Regions from separate parts of the Pan troglodytes genome. Here region 1 is linked to region 2. The links are chromatin contacts, called in public Hi-C maps. All regions are on one chromosome and are shown on one strand. Each heading gives the region's core, a stretch centred on a gene start, on an enhancer-like site or on the middle of the called end of the contact. The rest is flanking DNA. Distances are from core to core; before and after follow the strand shown. Region 1 has its middle 520 kb from the start of SULF2. Region 2 holds the start of SULF2 (sulfatase 2).

Region 1 (2,700 bases), core at 183-2,682, 520 kb before region 2:
TGGTGGGGAGATGGGCAGCCTTGCTCCATGCTGGTCACTGTGAGAGAGGCCTGGAGTGTTCTGCTGCCCCGAGGTGCAGAGATGGAGATGGGGCAGAGGCAATGGGTCCCCAGCCATGCCTCTCTCTGTAGTCATGAGCTTCTCAGCTCCTGCTGCACAGACCTGTGGTTCCACTCAGATCCCAGCACAGAATTGCACCTGACATTGGGTCTCCTGGTTCTGGGCAGCTGGATCTGGTTCCGTCCCTGTGGGGAGGTGGCTGCACCTGCAGGTCCTCCCGGGATCCTGACTGATGCACAATAGACAAATCACCATATGAGGAAACGCTTCAGGGAGGAGGGCGTCTCCACTCCCCAACAACCCAGCAAGACAAATCCAAAGGGATCCAGGAGAACGGAGCTAGCAGGAGCCTGCTGCTAAGGAGAACGAGTCGAGTGTTCTCATGTTTCTGAGGTTATCTAACAAGATGCACAGACTCACGTGGGACAGACATCATTTCAGGGCAAAGATGATACGCTGAGTGTGGGTTGGGTATTTGTGGCTTGAATTTTTAAAAGCATTTTAGGTGCATAGAAAACTATTCTGCAACAAACCATTTCACAAAGGATATCAAACTTTACAAGTACAGCGGAAGCTTCTAGTGTAACTCTCCACCATCACGTTTGCCTCCCTCCCTCTGAGAATCACACCTGAACTTTAGGTTTACTATGCTCGTGTATTTCACTTTCACTGCATTTTCATGCATGACCACTTTTCCAGTTTATTTTAACCTCTGTAGAGTACTCCACGCCATGAGCTCCAGCTGGTGGACATCCGGGCTGGCTCTGTGTTTTTCATGATCACAGACAAACAAAGCTGCCATGAATGTTCCAGTGCCTGGGTGCATGTGACACACTTGGGGCCAATGAGATGCAACAGGCCTTTTATTGTGGCTTCTGAGAGCAGCAGAGGCTCTTTTCTGCCGGGCTGAATCTGTCCTCAGCCATGATAGGAGATACTCTCTAAGAATGGTCCTGAGAGGGAAAAAGAAGAGCCAAGAGGCCAGGAGACACTCGTCCGGACCTGATGACATCATTGCAGCCTCTAGATCCAGCTGTGCCTGCAACGAACAAGGCATTCCTGGCACATTTTAGTCAACCGATGTAATAAAATTCTTTCATTTAAAGCTATTTAACTCCTTTTCTGTTGCAAGCAACCAAGAGTGCTGACTGATTAAATCTTCCAATTATATGATGTTTTTACTTTAAAAGGAGTATTCAGTGCCTTCACCTGAAAGGAGCAATAATGGTAGTATTGAAGGCACACAGCAGTCCAGTGGTACTTAGAGGGTCCCTAAAATTATACTGCGTGGCCGGCTACTACTCAGTCCCTAGATTCAGCTGGTTCTGCAAGAAGAGTCATCAAGCTATCAGCTCTCTTCCCTCCTTTCTCCTGAAGGTGTCCTTCTTTACCTTTAAGACAGAGCACCCAACTAGCTTTGGGTGTTTTCAATTAGGCCTTCAGCTAAGAAATGGAAGGAAAATTTAAGGCCAGAATCATCGGAATGCGATGACGTGTACTTTCAAAAATTTTCCAGGAGCAGCCGACCTCATTCAGGACTTTGATGCTGGATTGAGTGCTCTGGTTCCACTCAAAGCTTAAGAATGCTTGACCTCTGATCTGTTAAGGCCTCAGACAAAGGGCAGACAATTACAGGCAGGGAGAGAAAAATAGTTTTCTGGTTACAAAGATAATTTTTAATTGTTCTGCAATTGATGATTATCTAAATTTGAGTTTTGGTGTTTTTTTGTTGTTGTCAACGTAAAGGAGTGAAGGATCCCACCAGCCTTCAGGCCTTGCTATTTAAGCAGGATGAACTGACACCTGCAGAATAATATCTGCATCTGTCACTGCTTAGTTGGATTTCAGGCCATGTCCTTTCGTCTTGCTAATCAGTTTTCCCGATTTCCTGGACTAATAACTCTTTCTCTGGTCTCCATTAGCTGCACATGCCATTTCTCTTGTAAAGACCTTTAAGTTTATGTTCTTATTTAAAGCAACGTTTGATGGACACCAGGCTTGCTTATTGAGTGTGTCTCTGACCCTAGGTCAAAGCAGAAAATGGGATTTTTGAGAAATGTCACAGAGGTCATGGTCGCCAGGATCAGCACAGTGAGCACAGACCCAGGGCTCAGAGGGCTACAGCAGGCAGCAGGAAACATCGTGGTGGTAAACTCCCGGGTCCTGTCTGAAGTCAAGTACCAAGGAGAGAGAATGGAAGCTTGGCAGTTCACTGAATTTATTCCAGAAGGCGAAGCTTGCACCTTCTCCTTGGTATTTGACTTCAGATAGAACCCAGGAGTTTACCACCACAATTCAGAGCTGACGAAGGACTGAGTTTTTCCAGATGAAAAAAAAAAAAGTTACCAAAGTGATTTGCACATTGTAGAACATTTCAATTCACAGATTTAACATCAGAGGCTTTAATGATTTGTAAATGACTCTGTGTGTTAATTGGGATGGCTTACGGGCAGTTAAAAGATCCCCAAATCTCAGTAGCTTAAAATAAGAAACAGCTAATTCTCTCAAATGCTATGTTTCCCTTCTGTGAATGCAGTGGTGTCTGCACATTGTATTTGCTCAGGGCCCCAGCCTTCATCTTGACACATTTCTAGAAAATCACCATGACAGGTGGAAGCTAAAGTGGTTTAACGAACATTG
Region 2 (2,700 bases), core at 174-2,673:
GATTACATGAAATGACCCGGTGGAAACAGCCATTGACCGCAGAACCTGCCAGAGTTGCACTGTCCAGCATGGGACCCCTGAGCCACATGTGGCTGGTCCCAATTGAGATGTGCTGTAAGTTTAGAATGTACACCAGATTACAAAACTTAGTAAGAAAAAATAATGTAAAAATATCTCATTAATTTTATATTGATTACATGTTGAAGAGATCGATTTTGGATATACTAGGTTAAGTAAACTGTATTATTAATATTAAAATTAATTTCACCTGCTTTTTTCAGACAGGGTCTGACTCTGTCACCCAGGCTGGAGTACAGTGGAACAATCATGGCTCACTGCAGCCTTCACCTCCCAGCCTCAAAGTGATCCTCCCACATGAGCCTCCCGAGTAGCTGGGACCACAGGCACATGCCACTATGCCCAGCTTAATTTTTGTATTTCTTGTAAAGATGGAGTTTCACCATGTTGCCCATGCTGGTCTGGAACTCCTGAACTCAAGTGATCCGCCCACCTCGGCCTTCCATACTGCTGGGATTACAGGCGTGAGCCACTGTGCCCGGCCCTCACCTGTTTCTTTTTACTTTCTAATGCCACTACTAGAAAATTCTAAATGATATATATGTCCTTCTGCAGAGATGAGGCGGAAGGAGAGGGGTCTCCATTATTTTTCGGTCTATGATGGTGAAGCCTGACATTCTGTCCCAGGGCAAAGAAGGTGGGAGCTGTTCAGCCTTATCAGTGATGCCAAAGGTAGGGCCAGCACCTGACTTGGAAAAGCAAGTTCAAGGTTTTTCTGATTTATTTAGGCTCTAACTTGATTGGCGTGGCTAACAGAGGTTATGGGGAGGAGCCTAGAGCTCCAAACCCAGTCAGGAGATCCGATTTGAATTTCAGATTTAAAAATGAATGATTTTTTAGTACTAAGTTCCTCCCCGTGGATGTCTGTATTTATTTGTTAAGTCTGACAACTCTACCATGGAGGATCATATCAGAGAAAGGAGATGCTAGGTTGAAAAGTAAAAACATCCTAGGATTTAAGAGCATAAGCCGGGAGCTAAGGCTTCTTGGCTTCACAGGATCCACCACTTATAATTGTGTGATCTTCGGACAGTTACTAAACCTCTCTTGGTTTCCATGGTAAAACGGGCATAGTAACTTACTGTGTGAGATTGTCACAAGATTTAATAAGTTACTGCTGTTTACAAGTGCTTTCCCACAGCGGCGTCTGTTTCCCCTTAGCTAGCAACTCGGCTGTGTTTTCTGCAGCTGCTGGTGAGTTCTCTGCCCGCTCTTTGCCCACCCGCGTCAGGCCGGTCCCCCTCCGGCCTCTTCTGTGGCGCGAGGGACAGCAGAAACCACGGTAGACAGCACCCCCTTGAGTCGAATTCCTCCCCTTTCGGAGGAAGCCGGTTTCTCCTTTCTATGCTACTCCCGGGCCATTTCTGGACAACAGCTGCTATTTTCACTTGAGCCCAAGTTAATTTCTCGGGGAGTTCTCGGGCGCGCACAGGCAGCTCGGTTTGCCCTGCGATTGAGCTGCGGGTCGCGGCCGGCGCCGGCCTCTCCAATGGCAAATGTGTGTGGCTGGAGGCGAGCGCGAGGCTTTCGGCAAAGGCAGTCGAGTGTTTGCAGACCGGGGCGAGTCCTGTGAAAGCAGATAAAAGAAAACATTTATTAACGTGTCATTACGAGGGGAGCGCCCGGCCGGGGCTGTCGCACTCCCCGCGGAACATTTGGCTCCCTCCAGCTCCGAGAGAGGAGAAGAAGAATGCGGAAAAGAGGCAGATTCACGTCGTTTCCAGCCAAGTGGACCTGATCGATGGCCCTCCTGAATTTATCACGATATTTGATTTATTAGCGATGCCCCCTGGTTTGTGTGTTACGCACACACACGTGCACACAAGGCTCTGGCTCGCTTCCCTCCCTCGTTTCCAGCTCCTGGGCGAATCCCACATCTGTTTCAACTCTCCGCCGAGGGCGAGCGGGAGCGAGAGTGTGTCGGGTGAGTGTGCGTCTGTGTGTCCCGGCGAGGGTGCGCGCTCGGCGCCGGGAGCGCGGCCAGCCGAGTCCGGAGGCATCGGGAGGCCGAGAGCCGCCGGGACCCCAGCTCTGCGTTCACTGCCCCGTCCGGAGCTGGACTTCGGGGCCGGGGCCGTGCGCCGGGGACAGGCAGGGCCGGGTCGCGGGCCGCGCGTCCCCCAGGCCGGAGGTAAAAGCGCTAGCGCGCGGAGGGCTCGAGGAGGGCACCGCGGCTGGGCCCCCCGCGCCCCGGGCCCCAGCCGTCCGCGGCTCCCGGCCCGACGCTCCCCGCCCCGGAGCGCGCCCGCCTCCCCTGCGCGGAGGCCGGCGGGCAGGCGAGCGGGGGGCGGTAGCGCCGTGCCAAGGGGCTGGCTGGGGCAGCGCGGCCGGCCGGGCTGGGGCGATTTAAGAGCGGTCCGGGCGGGGTGCGGAGCCGGACTTTGGCTGGGGCGGCGCGCGGGGCGGGGGCCGGGGGCGGTGGCGGCGGCGCTGGGGGGCGGGGAGGAGGCAGGAGGAGGAGCAGCAGCGCTCGCCGGGGGATGCAGCAGCGGCAGCGGCGGCGGCAGCAGCAGCAGCGGCGGCGCGGAGTCCCCTGCGCCCCGCGGCCCGGCCGGGCTGCGGCAGAGGCGGCGGCGGCGCCCCGCTCCGGGTGAGGTTGCCGGGGCCGTGCGCGCTGGTGAG

The links. Hi-C and Micro-C count contacts between places; a contact is called where the count stands out from the background.
Region 1: a contact with region 2 is called in a Hi-C map of induced pluripotent stem cells, with 3 times the contacts expected there. The contact joins the enhancer-like site here to the promoter of SULF2 in region 2. A contact is called at or near these places in 2 of 7 Hi-C or Micro-C datasets (induced pluripotent stem cells and stem cell-derived neural progenitor cells), 1 of 1 datasets of contacts at active chromatin or transcription factors (stem cell-derived excitatory neurons) and 1 of 1 other capture datasets (stem cell-derived neural stem cells).

The regions. Positions count from the first base shown.
Region 1 is chr21:54,571,948-54,574,647 of NHGRI_mPanTro3-v2.0_pri, reverse strand. No RefSeq gene overlaps it. Among named protein-coding and RNA genes, the nearest start is that of SULF2, 520 kb to the right of the region's middle. Within about 2 kb of position 1,432, at least 6 of the 24 cell types and tissues checked have an H3K27ac peak or open chromatin away from gene starts, as enhancers often do. A contact at or near this core is called in induced pluripotent stem cells, stem cell-derived neural progenitor cells and stem cell-derived neural stem cells, where this site is marked.
Region 2 is chr21:54,052,123-54,054,822 of NHGRI_mPanTro3-v2.0_pri, reverse strand. SULF2 (sulfatase 2) reads left to right here and starts at 1,423. Exons shown (of 20, transcript XM_054675020.2): 1 at 1,423-2,002.